Regions from separate parts of the Mus musculus genome. Here all the other regions are linked to region 2. A link is a contact called in public Hi-C and promoter capture Hi-C data. All regions are on one chromosome and are shown on one strand. Each heading gives the region's core, a stretch centred on a gene start, on an enhancer-like site or on the middle of the called end of the contact. The rest is flanking DNA. Distances are from core to core; before and after follow the strand shown.

The links. Promoter capture Hi-C pulls out the DNA fragments that hold promoters and counts their contacts. A called contact is a pair of places that touch in the nucleus more often than the background predicts.
Region 1: a contact with region 2 is called in a promoter capture Hi-C map of liver, with 4 times the contacts expected there. The contact joins the promoter of Nf1 here to the promoter of Ssh2 in region 2. A contact is called at or near these places in 2 of 39 promoter capture datasets (liver and pre-B cells).
Region 3: a Hi-C map of B cells shows a contact between it and region 2, with 5 read pairs. The contact joins the promoter of Tefm here to the promoter of Ssh2 in region 2. A contact is called at or near these places in 1 of 39 promoter capture datasets (liver) and 1 of 484 Hi-C or Micro-C datasets (B cells).

The regions. Positions count from the first base shown.
Region 1 is chr11:79,337,448-79,342,036 of GRCm38.p6, reverse strand. It overlaps Nf1 (neurofibromin 1), which reads right to left and starts at 2,145. Exons shown (of 58, transcript NM_010897.2): 1 at 1,978-2,145. The coding sequence starts at 2,037.
Region 2 is chr11:77,213,816-77,218,321 of GRCm38.p6, reverse strand. It overlaps Ssh2 (slingshot protein phosphatase 2), which reads right to left and starts at 1,897. Exons shown (of 15, transcript NM_177710.4): 1 at 1,807-1,897. The coding sequence starts at 1,869. It also overlaps a transcript of Efcab5 not described here.
Region 3 is chr11:80,140,213-80,145,070 of GRCm38.p6, reverse strand. Tefm (transcription elongation factor, mitochondrial) reads left to right here and starts at 2,918. Exons shown (of 4, transcript NM_183275.2): 1 at 2,918-2,994; 2 at 4,748-4,858. The coding sequence starts at 2,952.

The DNA.
Region 1 (4,589 bases), core at 896-3,395, 2.1 Mb before region 2:
CTCGACCCACAGGCTGAGAGCCACTGGTCTAGGCACATTTTAAATCTGTTTTTAAATGTATTTAATTTTATGTGTATGAGTGTTTTGTTTGCATTTATGTGCACCACATGCTTGCCTGGTGCCACAATTCAGAAAAGAGCATTAGATCCCTTGGGACTGGAGTTACAGACAATTGTGAACTACACTGTGAACACTGTGTGAATGCTGGAAATCAAACCCAGGTCCTCTGCCCGAGCAACAAGTGCTTTTAACTGCTAAACCCACCTCTTTAGCCCCTTAAATCCCTTTTTTTTTTAAGTTCTACACAGCAATTCTTTTCTATCAAGTTTAGAATCTAACATTCTACTTAATGTTCTACTGAAATCTAATGCTCTATAACTGGACCAATTTACACAGTAATATTTACTTCTTCAGGCGGGTTACAACAACAGTTTGTTTTGATGCCTTTTGGTCTGGAAACCAAATGAATGAAGTCTCTGATAGCTACAAAATTTTATCTATGTAGGTTTGTTTTTTTTGGGGGGGGGGTGTTGAGACAGAATCTCCCTTAGTAACCTTGACATCCTGGCATGTAGTCTGTAGACCAGGCTGGCCTCCAACACACAGAGATCTACCTGCCTCTGACCTCCTGTGTGCTGGGACAAAAGTCATATAACCACCACATTCAGCTCTGTGTAGGTTTCCCAGTGTCCTCTGGGTAGACTTCCTCTGTCGGATAGGTCAAAAGATTGAGTCCTATAAAAAAATGTCTGCTGGTCAAATTAAAGAAGAAACCCTTCCCCTACCTGTCAGCTCCCATAATCAGTTTTGTGATTAAACCCAATAAACAAAAGAGATTGGTTCAATTCTAAACAATTCTCTCATTAGAGGACACCCCCTGGCAGAACTGCAACAAAAAGCAACCATCCTTTAAACCAGCCCCAGCTATCTGTAGATAGCATCAAATTAAACTAGTTCTCATGGACAAAAGGCTATGTGTGGGTTGTCTACTCATCAGCCTTAGAATTTTATGTGTGGAAAACTCAGCGAATAAAAAGCAACCTTCCTAAACTACAAAACTTTTCCCTCCATCCCAAGTAGTCTCAATGAGGGTTCAAAGAGTCAAAAACAAGTCAAACAACAACAAACCATGGTCACAATTATTGGCCCTAGGACCACATCCTAGCTGTCTGTCTCTGCTGTCTAGTCTGTAGCTAGATTTTCCCTTTGCTTTCACCCTTCTCCCCTTACTCTTGGAGTCTCACTTAGGAAAGCCAAGATTCATTCTGGGGCTGCTGGCAAGCAGGGACTGGAGAGGGGGGTGTGATCATCAAGCAAGGAAGGGGGAGGGGAGTCATTTCAGAACTACGGTTTCCCCTGCAAACGCAAAAGGCAACCTTGTGTCATCCGGCTATCAAGGATGCTGGTGTGAACATCATCCAGGCAAGCTGACGCCCCGAGCAGAAAAGTAAGAAAACCTGTGCTTTCCCTACTCCTGCCCCCAAGGGGCAGCTACAGAAAATGGGGGTGGGGCAGGATATTATCTTGCTCCTACTGGGGATGCATACACAGACTGGGGGTTCCTTCGGTTATCCCCAGTTACGAGGATGGGGGGGAGGGGGTTAAGGGAAGAGGGAACCCCTATCTACCTCCTTCTAAAAGGGGAGAGTTAAGAGAGAACCATTAAATCCAGATGGAGTGGCCCTGAAAGCGCCCCCAGGTCACTCATCCCCGCACCAAGAGCAAGCGGAAGGGCTGGGATAAAGGGGATGGAGGGCTGGTCACGGGCAAGGCCCCACCCCCCCGGTTTAGGAGGGAAGGAGAGCCCCGGCTCACAGCCGAATCCCCGGGCAGTCCCCTAGCGTCGCCCCCCCACCCCAGCCCTTCCTCGGTCTGCGGAGCCCCCGGCAGCCCGAGAGGCAGCCGCTCCTTCCTCCCCTCACCCACCGCGTCCCCACCCCCACCCGCTCCCACCTCCTGCCCGCCGCGGCCCGTTACCTGCTCGTCGAAGCGGCTGACCACGGCCTGGACCCATTCCACCGGCCTGTGTGCGGCCATGTCCTCCCGGCGACCCGGGGGCGGTGGAGGGCCGGCGTCCGGGGCCCGCCTGAGGGCGGGCGGGCGGCCGGCGCGGAGGTGAGGGCAGCGGCGAGCCGAGCGGCTGAGGAGTGCGGGCAGCTAGCGTTCCCACGGGGGTGGGGACGGGGGCCCGCGCGGCCCGCCGGGAGGGGGACAGGGGAAGGGGGCGTTGGCGAGGAGACTGGGGGAGGGGTGGGGAGGGGAGCCCGGGGAGGGGAGGGCGCCTGTGGGTGGCTCTCCCCACTAGCGCCGTCTCCCCTCAGCCATCACAGTCCGAGACGCCGCCATGACACCCCACCGGAAGTGGGATCCTTTCCACGGCTCGGGGAGAGGGAGAGCGAGCGAGCTTGAGATTGAGAGCGCGGCTGGGAAAGGGGAGGGGGAAGCGAGAGGGAAGGGGCCTGCTGCGCATGCGCCCGCGGCCGGCCGGTTTCATTAATGAAAAAGCGAGTCCTCCTGGAGGTGACGTCACCTAACTCCTCCGGGCCCGGAGGCGCGCGTCCCTCGCTGCCGCGGGTCTCCCCACCTAAACTGGCGCGGGGCTCTGGCCAGAGAATCTGAGCCGACTCCGGTGCGTAGGCTGTCATTGCCACCGCCGCCTCGAACAGCCCTTCCCCCGCTGGCCTCCGGGCTTGGATCGCTCCCGGGGTTAGAAGTTAGGGTGTCCTGAGGCTAGGCTTTCTCTCCGACCGCTGATCTCTGTCGCTGATCTGTCCCGGAGGCTGGAGTCAGTCTCTCTCCGCTTTCTTCACTTAAAAATGTAAGGCACACACCGCCACGCAGTCGATGGGGCTTCTGAAGGCTGCTGAAAACGGGTAAAAAGAAGGCCAAGAGAGATTCCGTGATTTTTTTCTTTTTAATGTCGCTTAAATTCCAAAGCAAGGCCCAGTGGTGATCCAAGTTGGAGACTAGAATTCCCCAATCCGAAATTCCTCAACTAAACTGACGGACAACCAAGTTAATAAAACTTTTTGCACGGATGATAATTCAGATTGAAGACTAGTTCACCATACTGTAAAGACCTTTAAAAGGCCTAACATTTATGCATTTCAGCCTTTCGAACAAACCTTTCCAGTAGGACTCAGTAGCCTGACCTATCTGATGAACAGAGCACTGGAGGTTCCAGGATACATGCCCAAGGGCTGATAAGTACCAAAATGGTTTGACTCTAAGAACAAATCGAGAAGGATGGCTCTCCAGAAACAAGGGCCTTCCCAATGCCCAGAACCAGAGTTTGAAGGACTTGTGTGGAATTGGCTGTGCACACTTACAAAAGAGGATAAACCCAAAAGATAGTTTGCTCGGGGCTAGCCTGTTCTACTTGGGGATTTCCAGGCCAAGCAGAGCTACAGGGTGAAGCTCTCTACTCATCGGATGGGGAGGGAAAGGCGCTCTGACACTGGACTTTGAAATGAGTTTTCTTCAATGCACTTGAATTAAGTCAGTGTTAAAATGTGTTTAGAAGCAGGATGTGGAGATGCTCGCTTTCATTAGAGGCAAGCAAATCCTCCTGAGTCAACCACTGCTCCATAGTGTGGCCTTGTCTCAAAAACAAAAGTGTGGACGCGCACTCAGACAACAGCCTGCAGCCATCAACCATTAGCCACATAGGAAGATACCAACTGGGTGATAAGATGAAACAAAACCACAATTTTCATTTCACCACAGAAAATCCACAGAGCTAGTAGCCCACGGACAAAGTGGTATAGCTGTAAAAGAAGTCTCAAGTCTAGGTAGGTTAGTGATCTTCCAAGATGCAAATTAAGTTAATGTTTCATTCCACTGAAACAAAAGGACAGAGATTGGCTGTTTCTACGATCCCTTCTTGAAAGCTGCAACATGGATACTGGTTTCTTTAGATGACGTCAGCGGTGATGGGAGTGCTGAAGAGAAATGAGAGAAGATTAAAGGGCCTTTGGTGCTTTCTGCATCCAGGACCCTGGAAAAAGTCCTTACTCACAGCACATCGCCCCAAATAGCATCCCAACGTGTCTACTTCACTGCTAAACAGCTAGAACCACTACCTCCCTTTCCCTTTCTCACACCGGCTCTGAAACCCCTGATTAGCTCCTCTTTGCCCTGGCATTCCATCTTTATCTTTGAAACTTAGATGTGGCTGAGCCCTGCCCCCCCCCACACACACACACACCATCACCATTCCATTACTAAATAGCCTCTGTCTCATTCCTCCCCTTGACTGGCTCCTTCCTGGTTGTCTCTCTAACCTTCACTGCTGGCTTCTTGCTCTCCTTTCTTTGCTCAGGCTCCAGCCACTGGAGCATTAATTCATCTGACTGTGCGCCTGTGTACAAAGTCCTATTTTTTCCCCCTTCACCCCAAGCCTCTCATTGCCAATGGAGGTTCTAGCCTTCACCCAGCCTCCTCTCTAATGAACTCAGTCAGTTCTTGTAAACCAATATTAAGTATCCATCAGCCCATTCCACACCGTAAACTTTGCTAAGCCATGCATAGTGGTGTGACAGGGAGTCTAAACCAAGTCATCATGGAAAGGAAGACCTGGTTAACTAAGG
Region 2 (4,506 bases), core at 648-3,147:
AATGCCCAGGGGAAATAGTTTTACAATACTGAGTTCTACTTCAGTATGTTATCTACTAACCCTTGATTGCTTTCACAGCCAAAACTAGGCCTGGTAACCACAAAAATCAAAGGATTTACTATTGGAGTGAGTTACTATGGTCTGAAGATTTTCTATCAATTCTGAAAAATCTACCATAAAGTGGAAAAAATCCACTCATGAAAATGCTACATATTTCTACCCCTCTCATATTTGCCTAGAGCAAACCCTAAAGTGTTTCATCAGTTCTGAAGTACAATTATTCTCAAATCACAGAATCATAAAGCTTTAGAAAGTCCAGCAAGCCCCCCCCCCCATGCAAGGATTCTTTATATCACCTGTCTGGCCAAAGCTCCCCTGGCTTCTGCTTGATACAATGTGTGCTATTTTGCAAAACAGTGCACTTGATTTTTACAAACGTCTTCCCTAAACTAATGGAAATGTGCCTCTTTAAACTTCTACCCACAGATTTCAGTTTTGTATCCTGTACCATCACAAGGTGAATAGAGTAATTTCTTGAATTAGGGTAGTCATACAAAAACACACAAGAAAACTCACAAAGGAAGAAACTACCACAATATGCAACAAAATTTTGAAATTCAGGAAACTATATTGAAATCACAAGGCAACATGCTTTCAAGATATCAAACTCCTATCTCAGTTAACAAATATTAATGACCCAACTTTCTTTCATACAGTGGAAAGTCATGGTGTTCACTGAATGCCTCTTTGCAACTTGACACTACTAAATCTAATGTTAAAACTACAATTCTATATGAAATAGTTCTTCAATTGCTCATATTTTCATCTAGATGCCTGTTTTTTTTTTAAGACCCATTTTACCACACTGGTGCAATGCTAACACATGCTAGCAGGTATTCACAAATATGAAGCCCGAGACTAGAGCTATAAAGGAGTCATGGTGGAGGTGAAGGCATAGAAAAGCCCAGCAGAAAAAAAAATGCTAATTGATGAGTGTTTTCCTTCTGGAAACATGCTTTAGCGACACAGCATTTGAAGTCATGAACCATCCAAGCACAACCCATGAGCAAGAACGATCATGAGCAATGAGTGGAAGGCATAAATGTCTATAAGATGGAAATGAATTGGCACTGGTTATCAAGCAGCACCAGAAGCTTTGGGTTCTCACTGAGAAAGGTAGAAGTCCAAGAAGCAGAGATCACTGCCATCTTTTAAGGGTGGGAAGAAACCAGGGAGTAACTACCACCGAGCAGTCCAATGAAGCCTAAACTGTACGGAGCACAAGAGAGATGCCAGGGACTAGAGAAAGGCACACACAGGGCGAGACGGAAGAAGGATGCGCAGTGCACTGACTGGGTCCCTGAAACGGTGTGCGTAAAGGATATGGGTGTGGGTCGGGGGTAACCTAGGAGCCCACCCTTCCTCTCCCTGCAACAGAGCAACAGAGGGTAAAAGAAGGGGGGAGGGTGAAAAGCAAGAATGACTCATAGCCGAAAGGAAGTGCTCAAGCCATGGGAAGCATGCTACGGGAGATTTCTGAGCCAGCGCTGTGAGGGACTGGGTGCTCCGGGTGATGGAGGTTGGGGAAAAAACAAACAAACAAACAAACAAACAAACAAAAAACCCCAACGTCTGGCAGTCGCTGCTGCTCGCCGGTAAGATGAGGGTGTGGGGGGTTCGCAGCAGCCTGAGTGCCAAGGCCTGGGAAGAGGCGCGGCGCGTGCGCAGTGGCGTTCGGCGGGACCCGCTGAGGCAAAGCGGAGCCGCAGTGACAGAAGCTGGGAGCTGCCGCCTGGAGGGACTCACCGAGGCGCAAGGGCTGGAGGTGGTGCTGGGGGTAGGCGACCGCTGGACCGTGACCAAAGCCATCTAGGTGCTGCTGGGTTGTTCCGGGCAGGGCATTCTCGTCCTGAGTGTGGGGGGCGGGAGGGTGACGGAGCCGGGATGGGGGACGATGGGTGAGGCGTAGGGACGAGGGAAACGGAGAGGGAGATGAAGCCGCGGGAACGGCCTCGGGCTCCGCACCCACCACCGGACTCTCTCGCCTACTGACGCGCCGAACGGGCGGCGGGCGGGCAGGCGGGCGGTTCGGCAGCTGCGGGGCACAATGAGCGCTCCCAGTGCGCAGGCGCCACCTGTCAGCAACCGCCTCTCCCCTCGGCGCGCGCCGCCGCGGCGGCGTAACCCTTAAGTTGCCGGAAGCGGGCGGGCAGGCTGCGTGCGCCGCGCCTCGGGCCGCCGTCCCCTCCCGGGTCAGCTCTCGAGCCCTACTGCTGCCCCTGCGGCTCTGTCTGTCCCCGCTGCGCGGCGTGGGGCGAGCTGGCCAAGGAGCCCTGGAAGGCAGCCAGCCAACCGAGGGTCCTGATCTGGGGGTGGGGGTCGGTGGGAGAGCCGCTAATCCTCACTCCAGAAAGACAACCATTTTATGAGTGGGGCGCGCAACCTTAGAGAAAAACTGAGGCGAAAATCCTGAGGCGAACACGTTTTCTAGTGGAAAAGGGCTCCGCAGGTGCTATAGACGCTTTCTCTGGGCTAGACCCGGGAGACCAGCCCTCCTGCTTGGACCTGGCCCTCAAGAGGGCTCCGTCTTAATGAGCTTCCCCACCCTCCTCATCATAAAGGGCCTCAGGGTTAACGACCAGACTTTTCCTAAGAAAGATTTTTCCCCCCGGTGGTAAACACTGGAAACTTCGTAGTAGCCTCAGGCTTCCTTCCTCTACAACCTGCCTAAAGTCAGTCACTGTACCTGAGATGCTGAGGGAAGGGGCGGGCACAGAGAGCTGGACCCTGAGTTGGAAAGCTCCAACCTGCTATTTTTTTTTTAAAACCTCTCAATTGCTTCCTACTGTGAAGATCTCCACTAAACAAAGATCTTTTGATCATTGAGCTTTTTTTCTTTCCCCCATAAATTTGACTATTTCATAAATGCAAGTGAAAATGTAGAATTAAAATATTTTAAAGGAAGACATTTCTAAATGGTAAACTGCCAACATCAACCAAGCATGTAATGGAAAAATCAAGACTAAAAAGAAAAGGAAAAGTCACGCAGTGCAACCCGTTGATATATTTACACAGAGATAGTTGAGGGGATGAACTGGTAAATACCACCATCCATATCAAAGCTGTAGAAAACACTCACTTATGGACTCCAGTTTCTAAAGCCCACCTCTTTCTGTTTGTCACTCAAACAATCTTGGATCTCATTGCTCCTTTTAAACTGATAGGGCTGTCATAAGCTCTTTCTGGTTGCTGTGTGGTTAAGTGACACAAGAACCCTCTATGCTGAGTCTTTGTTCTCTCCCTGGGGCCCTGTGGTTGAAGTAATTAGCAGGGAGGTTCCATCAAGAGTCACTGAGGGTCCCTGTACTGTGCCAGTCCTCTGTAGAGTGTAGTGCAGAAAAACCAGTTGGTAGGCTTTTGCCCCCTGGTGGTGATCAAGACTGCCTATGAGATGAGAATTGAAGAACTGTGGTTCACAGATGAGAAACAACGTTATCCCCAGAGCTCCAGAGTGAACAGGAAAGAGAAGGCAAGGTTCAGAAGTAAGAACTTTGAACCAAGACTTAAGAGACTAAACAAAAAACTATGTAGAGAGCCAAGATGAGAGCTAAATGTCCCCAAATAAATGTATTTATAAACCGAAAGAGAAGTATTGTCCAAATCAGTAATTCTCAGTATGTTGATTTTCCTACTGATATGTGGTTGACAACTTGGGTTTTCTTCTATATAGTGGCATACTCTAAAGAAATTCATCTGGAAAAGGAGACATTTAAGTCCATTAACCTTACAATGAGACCAAGCACTGCTGTGAGTCAGACCTAGCTTCTAGTTCCAGCTGTGTAAAACCTTATGCAAATGAGTTGAACTTTTTGAGCTGTAGTTCCTTATTCTCTATGATGAAACCCTAACTTACAGGACTTTCATAATCAAATGAGATAATGTATACAAATTAAAAGGTCCTACATGCAGTCAAGATAATTTTCTATTCTCTGAAGTGTATTCTGAGTTCATAAAGGCCTTGTTGAATGTATATTATGTACAGGAAATATCTTCAAGCAAAAGAAAAAAATGAGACATGGTCCATGCTTTTTCTAAACTGTAGGTTAATGGTCAAGATATATATCATCTGTAGTTAAGTATAGAACATTTTTGTTCAGCATGTCTAAGGTGATGAAATTGGGTTATAAAGTACTCAACTTGTACAGTTTGTATCAAGAAGTTGATTTATTATCATATAAAAGAAATGTATCTCAGTGGTATATTAGAAACTGATACTTGAAAATTATTGCTGCATATTATCTACTGAGAGAAAGAGAATGTTAATGTATGTTATATACTAGGTACTCTTTTGTTTTTCATTTGTGCATCTATGCATATGTGGTGGAAATGTGTGTGAGTGTAAAGATGTATGTGCCTGTGGATAAATGTGTAGAGGAAAAAGGTCAATGTCAGGTGTCACTCTGTTTGTTTGTTTGTTTGTTTGTTTGTTTTCCAGAGATGGGGTCT
Region 3 (4,858 bases), core at 1,669-4,168, 2.9 Mb before region 2:
TAAATATTTTTTAAAAGAGTTATTTATTTTATGTATATGAGTACACCATCTCTGTCTTCAGACACACCAGAAGAGGGCATCAGATCCCATTACAGATGGTTGTGAGCCACCATGTGGTTGCTGAGACTTGAATTCAGGACCTCTGGAAGAGCAGTCAGTGCTTCCAACCTCCAAGCCATCTCTCCAGCCCCCAAATCTTTTTTCTTTCTTTCTTTTTAAAGCTTCCAATTCAGAAAGAAATGACTGCCTTTTCACTCCAGAACTTACTATTTTCTGAGAGGTAACGGTTCAATTACATCCTTCAAAACAGATATATTGAATCGGAACTCCCAGTACCTCAGTAGGCAGCCTTATTTGAAAAGAAGGTCACTGGCAATGTCATTAGTTGAAATGACACGGAGGCTGAGGAATGGGTAGCTCTTGCCTAACACACATGAGGCTCTGGATTCAAGTCCCAGCACTACACAGTCAAAAGAATAAGACTGACAAGTGACCTGGGACATAGCTCCACTGTCTTAGGTGGCTGAGAGGAGAGGAGACCTTGAGCCCAGAAGTTCAAGGGTATCCTGGGCAACATCATAAGAGCCTATCTCAAAAACACTTCCTTCTCCCAAAATGAGATTACACAGGACTGGATCTGTGGCCACTCCAACATGGCTGCTGTTCTCATGAGATGTCCGTGTGAATGCCTAGTGACAGCAGAGTGACACATATGTGGAGGAGGTAGTCATCTGAAGGTCAGAGAGAAGCATGCATTTCCTGCAGTCCTCAGAAGGAACCAACCCTCCTGACACTCTGGTCACAGGTGTCTGCACTCCTGAAGTGTGAGGGAATAAATTTCCCATGGTCCATTTCAGCATCTCTGTGGTACTCAATGAAAGAATTCTGTATAAAATTTTGTGTTTTAAAAAATTTTGAGCAGGGTGTGGTGGCGCACGCCTTTAATCCCAACACTTGGGAGGCAGAGGCAGGTGAATTTCTGAGTTCGAGGCCAGCCTGGTCTACAGAGTGAGTTCCAGGACAGCCAGGGCTACACACAGAGAAACCCTGTCTCAAAAAACCTAAAAAGAAAAAAAAATTTGGAAGATTTTAAAATTGTCTTTATTTTTGTTAGATCCTTACATTCTGGAGACATCATTAAGATTCATAGAATTTCCATGAGTTTCCCTAACTAACCCTTTTTTTTTTTTTTTAAGACTAGGTCTTACTATGACAGCCCAGGCTGACCTGGAATTCATGCTTGAGTACAGGAATGTGTTACCACACCAGGCACTCTTTCTCTCTCTCTCTCTCTCTCTCTCTCAAATATTTATTTATTTATTTATTATATGTAAGTACACTGTCGCTGTCTTCAGAGACACACCAGAAGAGGGCATCAGATGCCATTACAGATGGTTGTGAGCCACCATGTGGTTGCTGGGATTTGAACTCAGAACCTCCAGAAGAGCAGTCAGTGCTCTTAACCGCTGAGCCATCTCTCCAGCCCCCAGGCTCTCTTAAGAATAACTTTTATTTTAGACTTATTAATTTGTGTATATGAGTGTTTTGCCTACATGTATGTCTGTGTGCCAAGTCTGTGCCTGGTGCCTGTGGAGGTCAGAAGAGGTTATTGGACATCCCCGGAACCAGAATTATAGATGGTTGTCAGCCACCATGTGGATGTTGTGAACCAAAGCCGGATCCTCCACAAGAGCAACAAGTACTCTGAACGGCTGAGCCTGTGAATAGCTTTTGTTGTTGATGCCTTTTGAGACAGAGTCATTTTTGTAGTCTAGGGTGGCCTCAAACTCATTACATAGCCTAGACTGGACTCAAACTCACAATTCTCCTCATGCTCCTAAGTGTGGGCATTATAGGTTAGCTACGACGTCTAATATAACCACAAACCCATTACTAGACCCTTTTCCACTCTTCTTCCTTAGCCCAGGTTTCATTCCCCACAGTTCACTCTGCCTTGGCAAGAAAATCTGTTGTCATTCCTCCTACGCCCCGCCCAAGTTACCTGGCAACAGCCAGGTAGGCCTGGCTTTGCTCTAAAAGGAACTGCTTGCCCTCTCTGACTCTTTTCTCTCTGACCCCTTTTCCCCTCTCTCCTCTTCTCCCTCCCCGTCCTCTTCAACGTGTACTGGGCCACCAGTTCGTTCGTGTTCTCTCTCTCTCTCTCTCTCTCTCTCTCTCTCTCCCCCCTTTCCCTGCCTCTACTCCCTTCTTAACTCCCCCCCCCCCCAATAAACTCTATGCCATACTGGAGCTGGGTACCTCGGAGAGGAGGGGATGCCTCAGGATGGGCACCTCACCACACCATACCGCGCTCCATAAAACACAACAATTGTTTTATAAAACATATCACAATAACTTTCCGATTCCTCTTTCTTGTCCTCAGGTTCTTCTACAGTCCAGCCTCACATTGGCTGCAAATGACCAATTTTCTTTTTTTCTAGAAAGCCCCTCTAATCTGACTTTGCAACTAAAAAACAAGCAACCTGCCCGACTTTTTCAACTGTTCCACTTCGCATTCCAAGGATCAAATGTGGCTCCAGACTCACCTCCCCCCATCCTTTTCAAACAGTCAAAAGTGCCCAGCGTCAAAGCGACCTCATACATTGGCCTTATCCCGTGCATCTCTCCCAGATACTCCTCCTCTCAACTCCGGACAGGGTTACATGTGTGCATATAGGCTCCCCACTGTCTGCTGTGTGTCTGGGAACCCAGAGGAGACTCGCCCCAAAACAGGATTAAACCTAGTCTACTCCTATGCATCTCGGCGATCCCGAACGGCCACACTTTCTCCAGAGACCATCAGCCATCAATTACTAGGAACTCCGTTGGCATTTCCCTGAGACTGTCGCTTTCGCCGGAACCCTTCTGCCCAGCCCCGGCCGAGCACTTTTTGTTGGAGCACACGAAACCGGAAGTTGAGGAGGAACACAGGCGTGGGAAAGAGCCTGGCGATGGCTTGGAGGACAAACCTTGCTTGCCTCATCAAGGCCGGAGGTAGGGTTCCTGAGCACGAGGTGGATTGCTTTCCAGTCACTAGCCTGTAACCGGGAGTGGTTCTCTTCTGCCCTGTGTCCGGTTGTCCAGCGTGGAGCTGTAGCGGAGCTGAGGGGCGTTCATGTCCCCCAGCCCCGGAGCCCGTCCGCTTTAATGGCCCGGGGTCCACGCGCGTGCGCCCCTTCCCGGGCCGGAGTAGCTCGCTTAGCCTCTGGCTGTGTCGTCTTCCTGTGGCCGCGCTGGGAGGATGACTTTACACTGTCTTATAAAGTTATCCATTGCACAATGTAGACTGCTTGCAAAAATACAGCCTTGTTAGCAATATTGAGAACCATGCAGAACAAAATAAACCGTCCCCACCACTTAGTTAATATCACCAGCCCCCGCTTGCCCCAGTCAGAGCTCCATGTTGCCCAAGCTGGCCTGCAACTCACTATGTAGCTAAATCCTGATCTTCCTGCTTCCATCTCCTAAATGCTAGGATTGCAAGTGAGGAACACCACTCCTGACCAGCTAAAACATTTATTATAAACGTATAAAGTTTAATTTCCTTTAGTTCCATCAGATGATAAACTAGTAAAAAATGGAACTGGAGATCAATCATAAGAGGCGATACAAAAAATCCTCATAATATTATAAATGCCATAAGTAGCAGACATTTGAAATAATTTTAATTAAAATTAAGTGGTTCTAGGTATAGAAACCAAGGCCTTGCCAGAAACTAGGTCCTATCTAACTGGCCCTTAACTTTTTTGATTGTTTTTACTTTAGCAAACAGTCTCATTGCCTGGAACACTGTACTAGACCAGTCTGGCCATGAACTCTCAGAGGTCTGCCTGGTTTTGCCTCCCAAATGCTGGTTTTGTTTGTTTGTTTGGTTTTTTTGAATCAGGGTTTCTCTGAGTAGCCCTGGCTGTCCTGGAACTCACTTTGTAGACCAGACTGGCCTTGAACTAAGAAATCGACCTGTCTTTGCCTCCCAAGTGCTGGGATTAAAGGCACGTGCCACCACTGCCTGGCTCAAATGCTGGTATTAAAGGTGGACTCTACTTATCCCGAGAAGACTACAATTTCTTTATTTTAATTAATTAAATTTTTGGAGATGAGGTCTCAGGTAGTCCAGACTGTCATAAAACTCTTGGAATCTGAATCTTGTATGGACTGCCCCTCAGGTGCTGAGGTTGTACATACGGAGTTACAGTGCCAGGCAACTACAGCTTCTTCCTTGAGACAGCGCCTCTGTGTAGTACTGGCTATCCTGGTGCAGCTGAATTACTATGAAGTCAAGGCCATCCTGGTCTTCATACTGAATTTGAGTATGAAGACTATCCAGTGACATCCTGTCTCAAAAAAGAAAACAACAACAAAAACCCCACAAACAAACCCAACCCTACCAATGATCAAAACCAACCAACCAACCAACCAAAAACCAAACAAACCCTCAAAGATAGATAACTGTAATTATTGTAAAACTACTCTTTATGTTTTGTTTGTTTTTCAATACAGAGTTTCACTGTGCAGTCCTGGTTGTCCCGAACTTCCTCTGTAGACCAGGCTGCCCTTGAACTCAGAGATCCTCCTGCTTCTGCCTCCCCAGTGCTGGGATTAAAGGTGTGCACAACTACAACCAGCTCTACACTCCTCTTAAAGACAATTCTCTGTGATAATATGGTCTGTGTGCAAGTCTGTATAACTGCACAAGCTTGGGTATTAACTGTCAAGGAGAACATTATAAGTCAAGTTTCCCTTTTAGGGAGGAGATGGTTTCCAGTCCCAGAGTACTCATCCCTGCCTCCAGTCCTAAATAACACCTGCTCTGTGAGGAAATCCACTGCACCTGAGAAACGTGTTGCCAGTGTTGCTG